2 separate regions of the Danio rerio genome follow, and region 1 is linked to region 2. A link is a contact called in public Hi-C data. All regions are on one chromosome and are shown on one strand. The core of a region is the stretch at or near the end of the contact, and the rest is flanking DNA. Distances in the headings are between cores, read along the strand shown. Region 1 holds the start of cenpa (histone H3-like centromeric protein A). Region 2 overlaps grip2a (glutamate receptor interacting protein 2a).

Evidence for each region. A called contact is a pair of places that touch in the nucleus more often than the background predicts.
Region 1: a contact with region 2 is called in a Hi-C map of an unstated tissue, with 5 times the contacts expected there. The contact joins the promoter of cenpa here to the enhancer-like site in region 2. A contact is called at or near these places in 1 of 18 Hi-C or Micro-C datasets (an unstated tissue) and 1 of 4 datasets of contacts at active chromatin or transcription factors (embryo).

The regions. Positions count from the first base shown.
Region 1 is chr8:8,846,233-8,852,758 of GRCz12tu, forward strand. It overlaps cenpa (histone H3-like centromeric protein A), which reads left to right and starts at 3,397. Exons shown (of 1, transcript NM_001164240.2): 1 at 3,397-5,160. The coding sequence starts at 3,495. The coding sequence ends at 3,932. selenoh (selenoprotein H) reads left to right here and starts at 4,348. Exons shown (of 1, transcript NM_178133.3): 1 at 4,348-5,160. The coding sequence starts at 4,505. The coding sequence ends at 4,888. It also overlaps a transcript of ssuh2rs1 not described here.
Region 2 is chr8:8,758,207-8,765,117 of GRCz12tu, forward strand. It overlaps grip2a (glutamate receptor interacting protein 2a), which reads right to left. Exons shown (of 24, transcript NM_001430888.1): 12 at 5,608-5,794; 13 at 3,330-3,475; 14 at 3,156-3,236; 15 at 1,959-2,022; 16 at 1,697-1,842. Among named protein-coding and RNA genes, the nearest start is that of grip2a, 81 kb to the right of the region's middle. Within about 2 kb of position 3,390, at least 23 of the 62 cell types and tissues checked have an H3K27ac peak or open chromatin away from gene starts, as enhancers often do.

The DNA of each region.
Region 1 (6,526 bases), core at 2,147-4,646, 88 kb after region 2:
CTCAGAAATTAAGGTACAGAAGCTGTCATTGGGGCAGTACCTTTTCCAAAAAGTACATATTTGTACCCAGAGAGTCCACAGTGGTCCCTCAAAGATGCATTATAGTGGCCAGATGTACCTAAAAAGTAACTTTGAGATACCATTATGGACCCTTCAGGAACAAATAAGTACTTTTTGAAAAGGTACTGCCCCAGTGACAGCTCCTGTACCTTTATTTTTGAGAGTGTATAAGAGATTGCTTTTTTACCCACGTTCACATTCTGCTTCCATATATATGCATACATACTCACCGGCCACATTATTAGGTACACCTTGGACCCCCATTTGCCTTCAGAACTGCCTTAATCTTGCATGGCATAGATCCAATATGGTACTGGAAATATTTCTGAGAGATTTTGATAGCGTCACACAGTTGTTGAAAATTTGTAGGCTGCACATCCATGATGCGAAATCTCCTGTTCCACCACATCCCAAAAATGCTCTATTGGATTGAGTTCTGGAGGCCATTCGAATACAGTGAACTCATTGTCATGTTCAAGAAACCAGTCTGAGATGATTCATGCTTTATGACATGGTGTATTATCCTGCTGGAAGTAGCCATCAGAAGATGGGTACACTGTGGTCATGAAGGGATGAACATGGTCAACAACAATACTCAGGTAGGCTGTGGCGTTGATGCAATGTGCCAAGAAAATATCCCCACACCATTACACCACCACCACCAGCCTGAACCGTTGATACAAGGCAGGATGGATCCATGCTTTCATGTTGTTAATGCCAAATTCTTACTCTACCATCCGAATGTTGCAGCAGAAATCGAGACTTATCAAATAAGGCAACGTTTTTTCAATCTTCTATTGTCTAATTTTAGTGAGCCTGTGTGAATTGTAGCCTCAGTTCCCTGTTCTTGGCTAACCACCGTGCCATATTCAAAATCTCTTAAACCACCTTTCTTCCCCATTGTGATGCTCGGTTTGAACTGCAGCAGATCGTCTTGACCATGTTACTGCCACGTGATTGGCTGATTAGAAATTTGCGTAACGAGCAGTTGGACAGGTGTACCTAATAAAGTGGCCAGTGAGCGTACAGAATGTACAGAAAAATTAAACATTTGATAAAAAGGAAAAAGTTCAGAAGATGCAAATATCCTCGATTTCCCCTTTTCGCTAAAATCTAAAGTGCACTTTTAAAATATTATGCATGATATTTACCCGGCTACTAAATTTTAAGATTACAGTTTTACTTGGATTAAGATACTTGCTAAAATAGTTCAAATGCATGTTTTATATGTAATTAGGTTAATCCATTGCTCAATTTTCCATAAATTACTTGTGTCTTTATAAAATCTGCAGTATATTTTGAGAACGAAAGTGCAGACCTTGTTAGTAACTATTTAAATACATTAAATGAAAAGATTTTATTAACAGATCAAAAGTTTTGAAAACAGTATCCCAGAGTAATGTCTTTAATAACGATCTACTGTAGTCCCATAAACTGAGGCCTTAAAATCATGAGATTTATAAAGCAAGGGATTAATTTGATTAAATCTGTATTAACTTGTTTACCCCGCTTCTATTAGACTCTCAGAAATAAAGGTACGCGAGTTGTCACTAGTCGTGGTACCTTTTCGAAAGATACATTTTTGTACTTAAAGGGTCCTTATTAAAACCTTGAGGGTACATATTAGTACCTAAAAAGTACAAAAGTGTACCTCTTCAAAAGTTTAGGTACTAATATACACCTTTGAGATACCAATATATGCCCTTTAAGTACAAATATGTACTAATTTGAAAAGGTGCTACCCCAGTGGCATCTCGCGTACCTTTATTTCTGAGAGTGTATATGATAGCACCACAACAGTGACATCTTTGTACCTTATATTTCTGACATGGCTCAGTGGTTAGCACTGTTGCCAAACACCAAGAAGGTCGCTGGTTTGAGTCCTGGCTGGGTCAGTTGGCATTTCTGTGCGGAGTTTGCATGTTCTCTTCTTGTTAGTGTGGGTTTCCTCTGGGTGCTCTGGTTTCCTCCACAGTCCACAGACATGCGCTTTAAGTGAATTGAATAAACTAAATTGGCCATAATGTGTGTGTGTATGGACTGGCATCCACTGTGTAAAACATGTGCCAGGGCTCAACAATAGGGTATATGCCGAGCTAGTGCTGTTCCCATGCTGATACATGTCCGGTGACCAGTTATTGTGAATTTTTTCTCATATTATACGGTTCCTTATACAGCATCGATGTTATAATGTCATTAAAATACATTCATTTAAATAAACTTTAGCATTATTTACTTGCTCAAGCGTAAAACGAGACAAAAAGACATTTACTCGCACGCGCCCGTCAGAATCGGCAGGCTAACGCAGAAGCTCCATTGAATATACTGGGGTAAAATAAATGCTCATATTATAAAGATATGGCAGGGGAAATGTAATTTAATGCAGTGCTTCTTGTACAATCTGAGACCCACTTTAAATCGGATATCACTCAGCTAGTGGAGATCGCTGATTTTTAAAGAAAACAGACCTTAAACGCACCGGATTTTGCATTGGCATTCAATTTGCCAGGAGCGCTTAACCCAGGTTAATGGCAAATTAAAAGTCCTATTAGCATGCTTCGGCATATACCCCATAAGGACTGCCCGGTGGCCTGGGGCCAGTGTAAAAGACACTTGGGACAGTACGTTGAGCACGTTTTTTTTTTTTTTTGTAACGTGGTAACAACCAGTACAGCGAAAAGATGGCAACATGTTGGCAAAATTAAACAATAAGGCTAAAAGAAAACGTCTGTTTCTAAAGTCTTAGAGGCAGACAATTACATGGGAACAAAATTAAGAAACTGAAAAAAAAAAAAAAAAAATAACAGTGTTCAGTTTGGCAAGCCATTTTTATAAAAAATTATTTAGAATTGCATTAAAACACCAGCACATTTTTCATACTGCTCTTTCATTTGCATAAAATCTTGAATTTTGCTCATTATACATTTATTAACATATTTAAAATGTTTAAATTCTAGATTCACAGGCCTTATGTTGCCATTACTTAAAATATGTGGCTAGGAAGTAGCTATTAATTTTTTTTGTTTGTTTTTTTTGGTGGGGCCAGTGAAAATTTTGGCAGGGCAAGTAAAAATCTCAACCAATGGCCCGATCGGACCCGTATAAAAAATCCTTAGAGTTGAACCCTGTATGCTGTATAGGTTGGCGGTTCCTTCCGCTGTGGCGACCCCTGATGAATAAAGGGACTAAGCTGAAGTAAAATTAATGAATAAATTCATTTAATTAGAAGTTGTATAGAAAGGTTTTTAGGTAGGTGCAATCATGGCACACACTCCTAACCAGCAGGTGGCGGCAATGCACCTAAAAGTTGTATACAAACCACCAATAAAACTCATGGGGAAAAAGAAGAAGAAGAGAGCGCAGTTTGAAATTTTGCACGGCGGGGTACTCAAAAACGACAACATCTTGTACATCTGATCTGACATTCCGTGGACATGCCTCGCCATACATCGGCACACAAGCGAAAGCCATCGACGCCCAGACGCAGATCTCCCCCTGCATCACTACCACCGCCGGCAGGGTCAAGAACCCGCCGCCACAGCGGACCATCCGGATCATCGCCGCGCAAGAAACACAAATTTCGCCCTGGCACCCGAGCACTCATGGAGATACGCAAGTATCAGAAGTCGACCGGTCTTCTGCTGCGCAAGGCTCCGTTTTCACGACTGGTGCGGGAGGTGTGTCAGATGTTCAGCCGAGAGCACATGATGTGGCAAGGATATGCTTTAATGGCTCTACAGGAGGCTGCAGAGGCGTTCATGGTTCGTCTGTTTTCTGATGCCAACCTCTGTGCCATTCACGCCAAGAGAGTGACGTTGTTCCCACGTGACATACAACTCGCCCGGAGGATCAGAGGCGTTGAACACATGTAAAACTGCATGTCAGGATTCAATCAATTCCTTTCAGTCTTGCTGATGTAAGGACGCATTATATACTATAATTTTTTTATTATTACAGGCCTCAAATCAAAATGTTAAGATAGTTGCATATGTTCAGTCTAATAAACCAGATGTTTGTATGAAATTAAAGTGTGCTGGGACACTTTTAAAAAAATTCTAGTATTGTAATATAAAACATTTTATTCTGTGAGGTAAAACTGCAAACATTGTGTTCCTTTTCAGTTTTTTTAATAATATACCGATATGTTGTAAATAATCTAGATGGGATACAGCTGCGGATACTCGCGTCATTACTGTGACGCTACAATAATAAATTACGTCACTGTTAGGGTTATGCTTTAAAAAAATACAATTTGATGGCTAATTTAATAAAACCAGGTGTAATTACTGTTTTACATTAATGTGAGTGTTGGGGGGTAAACGTTAATAAGGTACAATCGATGTGTGATTTAATAATTCAATAATTCTCGTTAACTTCCGACTGCAACTGTATCCCTTCCAGCAATCCCCGCGAAAAACTTCTCACGTGTGTTGTTGCTGCTGCAATGGCGACTCGAGGCAAGTCAGCTCGCAAGCGAAAGGCGGATTCAGACGAAAAAGAAAAGCTTGACGATGCCAAGAAAGAAAAGCTTGAGGATAAGGATGAAGAAACAGGACTGAGGGTGGTCATCGAGCATTGTAAGAGCTGACGGGTTTACGGGCGCAACGCGGTCGTCGTGCGGGAAGCTCTTGCAGATTCGCACCCTGAACTCAAAGTGATGATAAACCCGCACAATCCCCGGAGAAACAGCTTTGAAATCACGCTGATGGACGGAGAAAGAGCGGATGTTTTGTGGTCCGGCATTAAAAAGGGTCCTCCACGCAAACTCAAGTTCCCTGAGCCTGCTGAAGTGGTGACCGCCCTGAAACAAGCGCTGGAGAAAGAGTAAATACTGTCTGCTTTCTGTGCTCCTGGACACTGGATGCATTTATGATGTGAATGGACTAATGGGAAAATCTCCCCGTCTGTTTACTGATGACCGACTCTGCTGTTCTGGACTGGAATGCTGACTTTGCCTCGTTTCCTCTGTTAACCATTGTTCAGTTCTGCTGTCACATGATTAGTGTTAATTTGCCTTTATATGTCTTGTGTCTAGTGTTTGTGTCATTCACCTTTTAACTGTTTGAATGGCACAAATAAAGCAACTATTTCTTGACAAAAGGCTGACTTTGACTTCTGTTAAGCTGCTCATTTCTGATTTCACATGACTAGTGTTACATTGCATTTATACATGTTTGTCATTCAGTTTTAGCTGTTTGCATGGCCCCAAACAAGCAAATACTTCTGGGGTGAAAAATAAAATCAGTGCATGCATTAATTACAGAGAACAGGGTAGCGATAGTGAAATGATGTAGTCACAGTGAAATCATGCATATTTTGAGTTGGTTTTGAGGATATTTAACTCTCTGGTCACATGCTTTAGAGTAGATTGATAGGCAACATAATGGTCTTTAAAGGGAAAACCCTCTTAATTTTAAGATGCATGCAAATTATTTAATTTATTTAATGTATTTTTTCATACTTAGAAGATTAAACCATAAGTCATTGTTAAGTTTTTATTTTCAGAATATATAATTTCTCATGTTATTTTTTTCTATCTCCTTTTTTGGTTTTTATTTTATTCCACCAGGTGGCGGTAAAACTATGGAATCCAAATTTGAAAGCCACATTTTGAAGTCAGAATTATTAGCTCTGTTTATTTTTTCTTCCAATTTCTGTTTAATGGAGAGCAGATTTATTTAACACATTTCTGAACATAATAGTTTAGTAACTAATTTCTAATATCTGATTTATTTTCTCTTTGTCATGATGACAGTAAATAATATTTGACTAGATAATTTTTCAAGACACTTCTATACAGCTTAAAGTGACATTTAAAGGCTTAACTAGGTTAATTAGGTTAACTAGGCAGGTTAGGGTAATTAGGCACGTTACTTTATAACAATGGTTTGTTCTGTAGACTATCAAAAATAGCTTAAAGGGGCTAATATTGAACTTAATAAGGTTTTTAAAAACTGCTTTTATTCTAGCCGAAATAAAACAAATAGGACTTTCTCTAGAAGAAAAATATTATCAGACATACTATGGAAATTGCTCTGTTAAACATCATTTAGGAAATATTTAAAGGAGGTTTAATAATTCTGATTTCAATATATATAATGCAAGAGAGAATCTGATAATGACAAATGTCTCATTTTACCAGTAGAATAAAAATGGTCTAATGTTGTCAATGACAGATTACAAACATATATCTTAAACATAATATAAACATAGAGCTACGCATCGATGAATTTGCTCTTCAGTGTTTGAACTCTCAGTAATGATTAAATCACACTGAACTGAGCTAAACTGAACTGAACTGAACTTAAACACTAAAAACTGAACTACACTGTTCCAGTTACTATGACCATTTATGTGAAGCTGCTTTGACACAATCTACATTGTAAAAGCGCTATACAAATAAAGCTGAATTGAATAATAATTCAATATCAAAATAATGAATAATTGTATGATGTCGTCACTTTAC
Region 2 (6,911 bases), core at 2,140-4,639:
GTGAAAAAAACAAAACACAAAATGACATATTTTCAATGCAAAAAGCAGTTGTGGACTGAATTTATTTTTAGCTTTTATCACAGTCTTGAACAATTAGTAACAACATCGGCTTTGATGCATTGTTAGATTTTCTTTTTTTTTCTCTCTAAATTACTGTTGATTGCTGTTTTTGCCCTATTGACTCCCATTATAACCACATTTTTAGATTGCAAAGGCTTGACAGCATAAAATCATGCATTTTAGATTGTTGTTGGTTTTAAATGAGGTCAAATTTTTCATTTTTACTGTTGATCATGAGTTGGCAGCATTAGTTTTTTTAACTTTACTAGTTGACCTAATTAACCCAGTTAAGGCTTTAAATCGCACTTTAAGCTGAATACTAGTATCTTGCAAAATAACTGTTAATAAATTATGAACTGTCATCATAAATTAAATGTAATCAAATTAATTATTACAAATAAGTTAATAAAACTCTAAATTTTTTAAATGTCTGGAAAAAATATTCATAAACAGCACTTGGAGGGCTAATATGAGGGCTACTGTGTGTACTATTATATTGTGTTTATTGTACTACTACTATTATTATAATTATACATCTAAAAAGAAAACATTTAATGATATTTCTTTAGAAAAAAAAAAAGTTCTTTAGTCATTTTAGTACCTAAACTTGTAAAATATGAAACCAAAAATGTTTTATGCTACTTTGGAAGTACTAAAAGAAAATAAAGTTAAAGTTGATCATTTCATAGAGAAACAAGTGTGGCATACATAAAATATTCATTAAAACAAATAACAATGTAACTTTATTTTCCAGAACTCGATTACTCATCTGAGTTTTAATCCTATAAGAACTCTCAAGTGCTAAATTATCCTTAATACTAGTAAGAATGAGCCTTTCTTTAATACACACACAAACACACACACACGCATGCGCGCAGATAGATATGCATGTGCACACACAAGAATGCACACGTAAACGCACACACACACACACACAAATGCACATGCACACACACAAACACACGCATGCATGCAGATAGACATGCATGTGCACACACAAACACACATGAATGCACACATAAACGCACACACACACACACAAATGCACATGCACACACATGCATGTGCACACACAAACACACACGAGCACACACAAGCGGCATGCACTTACACACACAACCACATAAACATGCACATGAGCATGCATGTGCGCACACGCACACACACACACACACACACACACACACATATTTGCACACATAAACATACAAATGCACACGCACTCACTCACACACACACACACACGTATTTGCACACATAAACATACAAATGCACACGCGCGCTCACAAACACACACAAACAAATAATGCACACGTGCACACACACACACACACAAACAAACACGAATTTGCATTCATAAACATGCAAATGCACATGTGCACACACACACACAGCATGCATGTGCACATAATTACACACACACACACATACACACACACACACACACACAAGCGTGCATGTGCACACACAAATGCACACGCACAAACACACACACACAGCATGTATGTGCAAAGCAACAGACATGCACAAGAATTGACATGCGCACACAGACACACACAAACAGACACATGTGCACACGCAATCACACAAATGCACATGCCAACGACTGGACATGCACACACGCACACACTCTGACCCAGGTTGTCTTCATCTTTCTGGATCCGCAGTTTGACCATCCCCTCGGCCTGCTGGAGGACCATCATGGCCTCCTCCATCCCACAGTTATCCAGTCGGACGTTATCAATGGCCAGCAGCCGATCTCCAGGCTCCAGGGTTCCTATTCTATTAGAAAGGGTCATTTCACATCAAACAGCCAATCAGAGCCCTCATATCAATCCACTTTCACTTCAAAAGCAGCAGGTCTAATAAAGGTGTATTGTGCTGTTTTGCAGGTGTACCTGTGAGCAATGCTGCCTTTCTGTATCTCAGAGATGATCAGAGGCTTTCCAGCCTTCTTGCTGGCTGCACATCAGAATTCAGACATCATATGGTTGGATATTTTGTTTTACTGCAATGCAATTACCACTTCAAAAAGTGTATTATATAGACAGCATGGCAGGCTGCATGGCTAAATTATTATAACAAACCAATATTCAGCAGACAAATCACTAAATCGCATCAGTTTATATCCACCTTTTTATTGTGTTTCAAATCAAAGGTTGCATTTTTGATTTGGGGTATTTCTATTTAAAAGAAATGAAACATTATTTTAAACAATAAGGTTGCATTATTAAAAAAAATCTACTGTATATCCATAATGAAAAATGAATGAGAGATATGTTTGGCTTTGTGCTTTTTGCGGTTATGATAATAAATTCACACTTTTCACAGTTTATTATTATTGTATTGCATTGTATTTTATGTATTATTATTAAAAATATCATTGATATATCATTGACAGTGGAGTGTACAGTTTCCCAAAAACTATGAATTCTTGAGCACTGCCAGAAAATATGCGCATGATGTGCCTCTTCCACCCCAAAGTTCCTCCAAAAAGAAGTCTAAAATGAGTTCATTCTTGGTGTTATAAAAAAATCTCATTCAATTTCTCCAACAAAACTCACGCCACTTTCTTGAATTTGTTGAGGTATGTGGGAAAGCACATATTTGAACCCATAGGACTTGATTCAAAATAATGTCCACTTCCTTTTCCCATTTTAATCTTATATAGTAGATTGTCCTCTAGAATTACTTATTGCTTTATATAATTTAGAAATTGTTTTAGTCATACTTGTCTTGTATATCTGAATAAAAATCTTGCAACTGTAAATCTATATCTAAATAGGTCTTGGTTTATAAGACCAAACTCATCTTTCAAAGTTTGAAAGCATTCTATTCTGCCATCTTTTATAATTGTAAAAGATGAAGAGATTCCTAAATATATCCATTGTTTAGACCTATTATCCATTTCCCTGTTCTTGTATATGTTTTGTCAACAAACAAATACTGTTTACAGAGCTGGATTGATTTGGTTAAATGGAAGTTCCTCCCATAATTCATGCAAACAAAGCATCATGGAACACAGGAAAAGGGTGTATAGTGATACGGTACAATATTATATAGGAGAACAGCGCCCTCAGCTGGCCATCACTCACCACTGATAGTGATGCCCAGCTCCACTCCACGTCTCTTGGGCAACTTCACCTGAAATGTGCCGCTGCTTGGAATGACTGATTCTGTTAGAGATGCACAAAAATCACACAAATCTGTGTTCAGATCACATTTAAACTCTTTTAAACTATTTGAATCACTGATGTGTCCTTCTTTACCTGCGACATCAAACTCCACCTCCAGTGCGATCTTATTGGCCAGCGCCGCATCTCGCAGCAGCTGATTGGCCTCTTCCAGCGTCCCGTCCTCAGTGGGAATCCCATTAATGGAGAGAATTCTGTCGCCAACTTGTAACACTCCACACCTGGAACACAAATACACATTAAATAATAATAATAATAATAATAATAATAATAATAATAATAATAATAATAAAAACACATTTAGTAACAAAAAAAAGAACACAGATCACTGGTAATAAAAAAGGTACAAGAAAGCATACTTCCAGCACATGTTTTTTAATTTAGGTAAATTGGAATATCTTTGACATGACATAAATGATGGAGTTAGAGATTATCAAGCAATAGATGAAACAATATTAGATAAATTTTGAACTGATAATGACAGAAGAGTAGAATGATAGAAAAATAGAACTATTTAATGATCAGCAGAATGATAGAATGATCAATAGAACTAGATAGAACCATAGATAGCTTTAATGAATGAGCAAAACGGATTAAATGAAATGATACATAAGATAAACAGACAATGACAGAACAGTAGAATAACATACTGAACAGTAGAATGATGGAATGAATGACAGACAGACAGATACAGTTGAAACCAAAAGTTAGCATACACTCTGAAAAAACGAACATAACCATTTTTTTTTATGTCTGATGGTAAATCATACTAAACATTTACTATTTTAGGTCTGTTAGGATTACTTAAACGATTTACAATTGCTAAATAGCAGAATAATAAGAGATTTTTTTTTTTTTTTAATTAATTTCTAGACAGTCAAAGGATTACATACATTTCCTTGGTATTTTTTAGCTTTGCTTTTAAACTTTATAAATTTGGTCAAATATTTTGGGTGTCCTTCCACAAGCTTCTCAAAACAGTTTGCAGGAATTTTGGCCCATTCCTCCTAACAGAATTGGTGTAACTGAGTCAGATTTGTAGGCTTGTCTTGCTCGCACAAAATTTTTCAACTCTGCCCACAAATTTTCTATAGGATTGAGAGCAGGGCTTTGTGATGGCCACTCCAAAACATTCACTCTGTTGCCCTTAAAGCACATTTTACCTAATTTGGAAGTATGTTTAGGGTCATGGTCTGTTTGGAAAACCCATTAGTGGCCAAGTTTAATTTCCTGGCTGATGTCTTGAGATGTTGCTTCAGTATTTCCACATGTTCTTTCTTCATGATGCCATCTATGCTGTGAAGTGGACCAGTCCCTCCTGCAGCAAAACAGCCCCACAACATGATGCTGCCACCCCCAATACTTCACAGTTGGGATGGTGTTCCTAGGCTTGTAAGCTTTCCCTTTGTCCTCCAAATGTAACACTGGTCATTACGGCCAAACAGTTCTATCTTAGTTCCATCAGACCACAGGACATGTCTCCAAAATTATTCTGTTTCCCAGTGTAATTTAGCAAATTGTAATCTGGCTTTAATTGTTGATTCTGGCTTGTTGATTTTTCCATGCTGTCACACAAGGAAGAAGCGCGTTTGAGGTTTTCCTTAAATACTATTCTACAGATGTGCCTCCATTTAACTCAAATGTTGTCAATTAGCCAATCAGAAACTTCCAAAACCCTGACACCATCATCATCTGAGCTTGTTCAGAGGCATAATAATCATATTGTATGTAAACTTGACTTTCAAGAAAAGCTATAACAATTTTTTAAAACATCTGTCTCTCATTATTCTGCTATTAAGCATAACAGAAACTAATTTGATAATCTTAACTTACCTAAAAGGGAAAAAGTTAAGTCACATTAACATCTGACTTATTTTAAATGGTTATGTGCCTTTTTGTTCAGTGTATGTTAACTTCTGCTTTCAACGATAGATAGATAGATAGATAGATAGATAGATAGATAGATAGATAGATAGATAGATAGATAGATAGATAGATAGATAGATAGATAAACAATACACATAACGATAAGATTGATGGATGGATGGATGGATGGATGGATGGATGGATGGATGGATGGATGGATGGATGGATGGATGGATGGATGGATGGAAGAACAGTATCACATAATAGTAGAACAACAGAACAGAATGACAGAAAGAGAGAGATAGAACTGGTCAAAACAAATGAAAACTTGAGATGGATGGACAGAATATATCAAACACCAGAATGATGGATTTAACCATAGGATTGTAGAGCAACAGAACCATAAAACAGACCGAATGATAGAACTAATCTGGGACATCAAATTGCACAGTGTGTTGAGCACACATGAGGTGCGCTCTGCTCTCACCGTTCAGCAGGTGTGTCAGGCTCTATAAAGCGGATGGCAGCCGGCGCTGACAGCGGCTCTGTGGCAAACACTCCTCCCTGCAACTGCAGCCCGAATCCAGTCAGAGGATCTCCTCTCAGCAGCACTTCCGCGCTTTCTAGATGCACTACCTGACCTCCAGCGCCCACCGTACTCGATGCCAGAGACACTGACACACAAGAATACACAACATTGTCAAATACACTACAACTAATGCACAACCTTCAGATTTTATTTGTTCAAAAACATTATGACAAAAGACACTCTTTAAAAAAAAAAAACTACATATCCGATGATGATAATACAATGAATATAAAATAACATGAATAGTGAAAATATAACTCCAAAAACACTTTCCTTGCACTGTAATCATGTCCATTGAATTTCTTCATCATTTTAATCATGTTAATTTTGCTTAAATGTCATTATTAACAGCATGATTGGTTTATCCTAGAATACATTTATGCAACATGGATAATTTTTTAATTATAAGTAGAATCATGCTTTCATTCAGTAAAGTTGCTTTGATATAAAATAAATAAGTAAACATTTATAATAATGATAATAATAATAATACAAAATAAAGCCAAATGAAACAATGTAAAATTAAAATAATAATAATAATAAATATATAAAACTAAAGCAAAGTAAAAAAAATGTAAAATTAAAAAATAAATTAATAATAATAATAATAATAAAAATAATAATAATAGTAATAATAATTAAAAAAAAATATATATATAAATATATATATATATATATATATATATATATATATAAAATTAAAGCAATGTAAAATAATGTAGAATAAAAATAAATTATTATAATAAAATAATGATAATAATAATACATATATAAAATTAAATAATAATCAAATAATAATAACAACAATAATAAAATAATAATAGGAGATTAAAGCAAGTAAAATAATGTAAAATAAATAAAATAAATAATAATAATAATAAAAACATAAAATTCAAGCTAATTAAAATTAAGTATCATTAAAATAATAATAATAATAAATAAATATATAAATTTGACGCAATGTAAATAATGTTACATTTAAAAATAATAATAAAGTAATAATAATAAATATAAAAAATTCAAGCAATGTAAAATAATGTAAAATAATAATAACAATAATAAAATAATATTAATATAAAATTAAAGCAAAGTAAAAATCATGAAAAATAAAAAATAAATAATATTAATTATATTAAAAACATATATTATATATTATAAAACATTATAATGTAAAATAAAATTAATAATAAAAATAAAAATAA